2 separate regions of the Sus scrofa genome follow, and region 2 is linked to region 1. The links are chromatin contacts, called in public Hi-C maps. All regions are on one chromosome and are shown on one strand. The core of a region is the stretch at or near the end of the contact, and the rest is flanking DNA. Distances in the headings are between cores, read along the strand shown. Region 1 has its middle 310 kb from the start of DDI1. Region 2 holds the start of PDGFD (platelet-derived growth factor D).

Region 1 (3,744 bases), core at 457-2,956:
TTAACCCACTGAGCAAAGCCAGGGATCGAACCTGCAACCTCATGGTTCCTAGTCAGATTCGTTAACTACTGCGCCACGACGGGAACTCCCGGAGAACTATTTTCTATGTCCTTTGATAAACCATAATGAAAAAGAACTTTTTTAAAAAAGTGAATATATATATATATATATATTATATGTATAACTGAATCACTTTGCTGTACAACAGAAATTAACACATTACTTCAATTAAAAATTTTTTAAAAAACTGATGAGTGTTATTATATATAAATTACACTTCAATAAAGCTGACAATAAATAAATTTAAGTCACAAAAATTTAGGGGGGAAAAAAGAGATAAGAAATTAGACCTTGCTACCACTTTTCTAATGTTACACTTGATACCCCGGTATACATAGGACTCTCCTACACCACAATTTTGAGACTAAAAGATGGATGCTGTGCTAGAAAAAAATGTTTTTAAGGCGTTAGGATGCATCTGAATCACACACGAGACTTCTTAAAACAGAGATGGCCAAGTCCTGCTCCTAGAATTTCTGATTCAGTAGGCTAGGGAGAAGGCCTGAGAAATCACATTTCAGAGAGGTTCCTCAGTGATACCCCTGCCACTGGGCATGGTGTACACTTTTGGTACCATTGCTCTAGAAAGAACATATTGCTAAGGAATACATTCCAGTCACAGTATGAGACAGACTATAGAGCACAACATTTGCTCATAAATAATACGTGAATGCTTATTTTTATTTAGAAGGATGCTTGCGTGTAAAGAGGGCTGCTGAGATGCTGCTCTTTCTTAATATGGGTGATGATTATATGGGCATGTGTACTTTATGAAATTTATAATTCAAGCACATCTCTGCATGTCATAATTGCATAAAAATTTACCTTAAAAATGAGAAAATAAGGAATGTCTGGCTCACTCAGCCCCTTGCTCAAGGACTTCTGGACACATATGTGTGTATGCTTTATTTAGGAGCTCCTATAACCTGGTATAAGGAGAAATCGACTTTTACGAACTTTCATTAAAGCTGTTTAGCCATATGTCCTTGCCTCTAACAATGCTATATCATCAAAGAAGATGCGATGGTCTCTGTGTTTTGCAAAGGATAAACAGAAAATTAACTAAACACATTTGTTTCAGAGTCTTAGAGTAGTAGGAGATTGGTGTTTGCTAATGGAAAAATACAGCCCCGAAGGAGCAGTCACTGGCATTTCGAACATTAAAAGGCAATCACAGTGTTTCGTGAAACCACTGAGCAATTTCTGGAAAATCACACTGAATTTCTCCTTTTCACATTCCTTTCAAAAAGTGCTTTGCCATGGGAGCGTTTCCAAGAATGGGAGAGTCACAATAGTCACAAATAATGTTAGCCTGAAGAATGTCTGACCATTGAGTTGCTGTGGAAATGAGTACCCTGGAAAAACACAGAAGTCAGTGTGCAAGGCTGTGTGCTACCAGGAAAGGAACAGTAGGTTCCAGTGGCACCTGTAAATTACCCAGTGCTGTGGGGGCATGAGGCAGGGCAATTCTTTGCCTTCTGGTTGCTGTGCAGTTGGTTACGGTTATGAGATGCCATTTTTTTCTCCCTTTTGGCATTAAGCAGTAGCGCCACTGAGGTTACCATACTTGAATTGAGCATGTGTGCAATGCCAGGCACACTGTCAAAGCCTTTGATGCTGTGAGTTATACTGACCAGAATTCTGTGAGCCCAGCTCCTGTGCTTCCAATTCTCTGTGGACGGCAGGAGGTTAGAGCTCAGCTTCAGAGAAGTGGTCATTAATGTGATGTGCCTTGATCACCCCCTGGTGTTGGGTCTGTGGAATAGCAATAACATCTGACCTTTGTGTCGCGTCAAAGCAAACCAGAGAAAGCCAAAGGTGGATTCACCACTTCGGACTACCATGCCTAAGGGATCCGAAAGATGATATCATCAAGTAAACAACTTCTGAGTGATGGAGCAGGGGAGAAGAAAAAGCTCGGCTGTTAAGACAAGCCTTTTCCATAAGAATGCTCAAGTCATTTCCTGGGAACTAAAAGATGAGAGGGCTGGAGCAGAGGGTACTCAAGTGGCACAGAACGCTTTTGAGTTTATGGGAACCCCCAGGTGGCAGCAGTCAAAGGATTGTATCTGCTGCTGCAGGCCTCACACTACTTCCTGAAAGGATGGCTGAAAGGAGTGAATGCCATCTGAAAATAAAAAATAGGCCATTGACTGAAAGTTGCTGGGCCATCCTTCTATTTATATGTCAAACTACAGATTTAGGTGGATAATTACCACCAAAGTCTAGATCTGATTTTAGCTACTGATTTCCCCTCACTTGAGAACCGAAGGTAATGTTAGCCAGGAATGTCTCTGTAATGTCCTCAGCCTGTTTTCCCAGAATGCCCTACTAGCTCTGTGGCTTAATTCTAGTTTGGTTTTTGTTTGTTTGTTTGTTTGTTTTTTCCTATTTCTTACATGAATTTGCCTACTTCCTGGCAATAACACACAGATTGTAAAGAGTCTCCAGCTGCTTTCAGCCTTAACGAAACAGAACTAAAACGGTAAATTTCATTTCCATTACTATTACCCAGTATTACTATTTCTGTTCCTGATTGCCCTGAGACCCAGCAAACGAGGCACAAAATATGTCCTTACTGGGACTCCCAGACGCTGGCACCCACTGTGCAGCTCCAGCTTCATCTTACTCCTCTTCATCACACCAGCCACGCTGGGCTCTTACTGTTCCTTGACCTACCAGGCTGCCTCCTACCTGGGGGCTTTACACATTCCATTATTCTGCCTTTTTTAACCCTCGTAACTTCCATATAGTTCATTCTTAGTGGTTAAAATAATATATTCAAAATCAGGTTGTGTGTTTCAATCCTGGTCCCGTTATGGGCCGTGCACTTTGGCCAATTTACTTCATTTTGTGGGGCCTTTCTCCTTAACCATACTTCTATTACCACTTCAAGGGTTTGTTGTGGGGATTATATGACAATACCTGTTAAGCACTTAGAATGATATCCGACACATAGTCAAGCTGAATATATGTCCGCTCTTATTGTTACCCATTCTTCATATATCAGCTCACATGTCACTTCCCCATGAAAGCTTCCTCTGATCCCAGTTGAGGTTAAATTCCTTTGATATGCGCTCTCAGAAGACTTCTGTGTTGCCTTTGAAGCTGTGATCTAATCTGAAGCTTCCATTCCTAGTTCCCTGATGTCTTCTCAGTCTAGAATATTCGTTCCAGGAGAGCCGAGGCCACATCTGTCTTTCCTTATCTTCAGGGTCAGCAAACCCTTGTGAGGTCTTACGGCTGAATGACTCTCTGAATCCCTCAGAAAGCCTCGGCTCAGTAGTGAACGAGGCACTGGAAGGGAAGGGAAGCCACCTCTCCAACTAGAGGCTGAGAAGAGAATACAGTCTAGACGCACACGCTCTTCTTCTCTGCTGATTCCCAGTCTTCTAATCTGCAGTGACCAGGCTCACAAGCTGCCATCTTACTACTAAAAAGTGCCCTGTTCGGGGGCTCAGGGTGCATGAGTTACATGTGCCTTCCAGCAGCCAGATTTCTAGGCCCACCTGATCTCGGCGCTGTTGGATGAAGCTGAAACTGCCCGGTTTGTGCGGATTTTGCCCTTGGGATCCTTTGCTGTAGTCATATGCCTTTTAACCACAAGTGGTCATTGTTCTCTCCCCCAGAGTTAAATCAAGTGTTCGCTTGTTTCTGCTGTTCCATGTTCCCAGAACCATTTAG
Region 2 (3,352 bases), core at 560-3,059, 430 kb before region 1:
GTTTTATGCCCCTTTGGTGCCTCTTCCAGGGATTGATTACTTTCTGAGACTTATTTTCCCCAGTGGCCAGCAAATATTTTGATCATGCTCCACCAAAATACCTTTTACACCTGGGTGTGTTTGTGTGTCTTTGCAACAAAAGAGTCATGAAATGATACTTAATGTTATTACCTGTAATGAACTCTGCTAATAAAATTTGTAAGCAATTGTATTGCATTCTATTTATTTAAAAAACATTTGTAACAAACAGACCACTCTGGTGGTGGATTTGATAATGGGGAAGGCTATGCAGGTGTGCGGGCAGAGGGCACAGGAGAAATCTCTGTGCCTTCTTCTCAATTTTGCTATGACCCTAAAACTATCCTAAAAAAATAAAGTTAATTAAAACTAATGTTGATCTTGAAATTTATTTCACAATACACAAACCCACAGTTTGTAACACTGTTTTAGACAAAAATGCCAAGACATTAATCTTTTGAGTATGTATAAAGAACACATGTATCCTAGTTAGCATTGGATGGTGTAATCTCAAGATTAAATTTTCTGAACGTCCTACCATTCTCAGTGCTTCCAGCTCTCTAAATATCACATATTTCTCATACCCCAGACTTTCAGGAGCTGAAAGGCCTTAAAGAGATTGGGAAATGCCTCTCCTATATCTCATCCCTGAGCAGCTGAGAAATTATGTAAATTTGGATTTGGATTCAGCCATAAACAAACAAAAAAGTTATTTCATATAATTTTCACCACAACCATACAAAAAATGATTACTCTCCTTTTTTAAGAAACCGAGTCCCAAAACGTCAAAGGATGGGAGTTCCCATTGAGCCCAGGGGAAATGAATCCAACTAGTATCCATGAAGATGTGGGTTCTCATTCAGGGATTAGTGGTACCCTGAGCTGTCATGTAGGTCAAGGACGTGGCCCTGATGGCCCGTCCCTGTGGCTTAGGCCAGCAATTGTAACTCCAATTCGACCCCTAGCCTGGAATTTTCATAAGCCACAGTGCTGCCCTAAAAAGCAAAAAAAAAAAAAAAAAAAAGAAAGAAAAAAAAAAGTCAAATGACTTACTCAAGGTGACAAACCAGCTAGTGAGCAGCAGAGCCTCCATCAGCACCTGTTCCAAATACAGTCCCCAACCCCTGGGAGACAGAACACTATTTAGAAATTACTGGAATCCAGAAGCAGTTCCTCTGGACCACAGAGCTTTCAGATACTGAGAGTAGGAGCCCAAAAACCTGGATATTCCCTGCCTCTTCCTGTGGGTGGTGAAGACAACACAGCCCACATTGCCAGTCTTTCGCGGCTCAACCCCACTCTGACCTCAAAGCCCTTCTCTGCGCAGGGGCACAGGGTGGGATATATACTGTACACTTCATCACACATGCCCATCACACCTAGATCCCTGAGGGATAGGAAGGGCAGGCTGTGTTTCTCCCTGAGAAATTGACCCTGACTTGGCTAAGGTCATACCTATTGGAGCTCAAAGGAAAGCTCAGAATCCAGCTCCTTTGTTTCGGCGCGTTTCCACTTGGTCACTTAGTGAAATTTTGACTGCGTAGAATCTGATCTTCCTTTGTGTAAAGTACAAACTTCCAACACCAGTCTCCCTCCCTAACCCACTGTCACCTAGGCAGGAGCCACGTCTTGCGTCCCCTCTGAAGAAGTGTGGAGATTCTACCCTCTCCCACTCGCTCCCTGCCCCCGGTCTGGTCTCACATCTAAGTTTGAGGCCAGGGTGGTGAGAAGAGTCCCGGTCACAGTCACACTGGGCATGCTCAGTGGCGGAATGGGTTTCTGTCGGGCCTGGGGAGCCCCGTGCGCGCAGCTCAGGAGCCCGGCCGCTGGGGCGGAGTAAGTGGCTACTCCGCTCGCTCTCCCGGGACGCCGTGCCGCCCGCCCACTGCAGCCTGTGCTGCAGCTGCCGGCCGCCGGAGGGGGCGAACAAACGTCAACCTGTTGTTTGTCCCGTCATCATTTATCAACTCTCAGCACCACAAGGAAGTGCGGCCGCCACCCGCGCGCGGAAAGTTCAGCATGCAGGAAGTTTGGGGAGAGCTCGGCGACTAGCACAGCGGCCCGGGCCAGCGCGGGGCGAGCGCGGGGGCCAGAGAGCGGCGCGGCGTCCGTCCCGGGAGCCTATCCCGGCTTTTTCTTGGAGCGACGCTGTCCCTAGGTCGCTGATCCCAATGCACCGGCTCATCCTCGTCTACACGCTAGTCTGCGCAAACTTTTGCAGCTACCGGGACACTTCTGCAGCTCCGCAAGCGCATCCATCAAGGCTTTGCGCAACGCCAACCTCAGGCGAGATGGTAAGGGACTCAGATTCTATTTTTTAATTAAGCGATGCCTTTATTTGTTGTCATCATTATTGTCCCCCCCCCCTTTCAGTCTTTACTGTGGTTGTGTGTGGGAGTGTGTGTGTGTGTGTGTGTTTGTGGGGGGGTCTCCTGCCTTGTCCCCAGCCCTGAGAGAGCCCCTTCTTCCGGAATGGGACTGACTGGTATGGGACGCATTCCAGAGGGGGTCGGATGGGTCAGGTAGTTCATCTCCCTGACCCTGGAAAGTCATTTTGGTGTCCAATAGTCACTGTTATTAGGATCCCAAAGTTGCAGAAAGTTTCAGACTGCGCCGCCCCATGGTCAGGCTCTTAACCTTTTGGACTTGAAATTCAGTTGGGGCGTTAGTGATAGCTAGAGGGACTCGCGAGTGCTTTTTCTGGGTGGTTTATTTTTATTTTATTTTTTTAAGTGTTGGGGGGAGAGGGAATGATACGTTTCATAGGAAATGATAGCTGGAACAGAGTGAGAACTTATTTATTTTAAAGAGATAGCAGGGTGCAGCGCGTTGCCTTTTCATCCCCAGAGTGACTTTTCCAGTGGAGTTTGGCATGGCTTAGAAACTCATAATCTGGAAGAAAATGGCTTTTGGAGTTTTATCCGTACCCCAGGGTTTTCTTGCACAGAAGGTTTTCCAGCTCTTTGCAGGAAGCAAAGCTCTTTACACAACTATCCTATGCAAGGTCCCCAGCAGGCTTGTTTGTTTTCCTTTACTATGGGGGACACCTAGGTCATTGGATCCCAGCAACTTTAATTGAGTTTACTTTCTGGGCCTTCACCAAGATCTAAAGTTGATTTATTCCTCAATTCTCAAGTACAGCTGGCGTTGCCAGTAATTTGCAGCTGTTTCTGCCACCTACCTGAACTGACCCATAGGTTTTGGGTTTTTTTTCCTTCATCAGTAGTATCTTTTTTTCTGTCTGCTTGCTTAAAGTTCTAACGCATCCCTTAAGGAGATCACCAAGCTGTTCTTAATGTCTTCACTCTTCGAGCTGGCAGCATTTGACTGTTCT

What was found. A called contact is a pair of places that touch in the nucleus more often than the background predicts.
Region 2: a contact with region 1 is called in a Hi-C map of subcutaneous adipose tissue, with 2.6 times the contacts expected there. The contact joins the promoter of PDGFD here to the enhancer-like site in region 1. A contact is called at or near these places in 1 of 5 promoter capture datasets (liver), 10 of 47 Hi-C or Micro-C datasets (embryonic fibroblasts, fetal heart ventricle, fetal skeletal muscle and 6 more) and 1 of 2 datasets of contacts at active chromatin or transcription factors (skeletal muscle).

What each region holds. Positions count from the first base shown.
Region 1 is chr9:34,191,968-34,195,711 of Sscrofa11.1, reverse strand. No RefSeq gene overlaps it. Among named protein-coding and RNA genes, the nearest start is that of DDI1, 310 kb to the left of the region's middle. Within about 2 kb of position 1,706, at least 8 of the 83 cell types and tissues checked have an H3K27ac peak or open chromatin away from gene starts, as enhancers often do. A contact at or near this core is called in subcutaneous adipose tissue, where this site is marked.
Region 2 is chr9:34,619,684-34,623,035 of Sscrofa11.1, reverse strand. PDGFD (platelet-derived growth factor D) reads left to right here and starts at 1,809. Exons shown (of 8, transcript XM_021062718.1): 1 at 1,809-2,265; 2 at 2,268-2,312. The coding sequence starts at 2,190.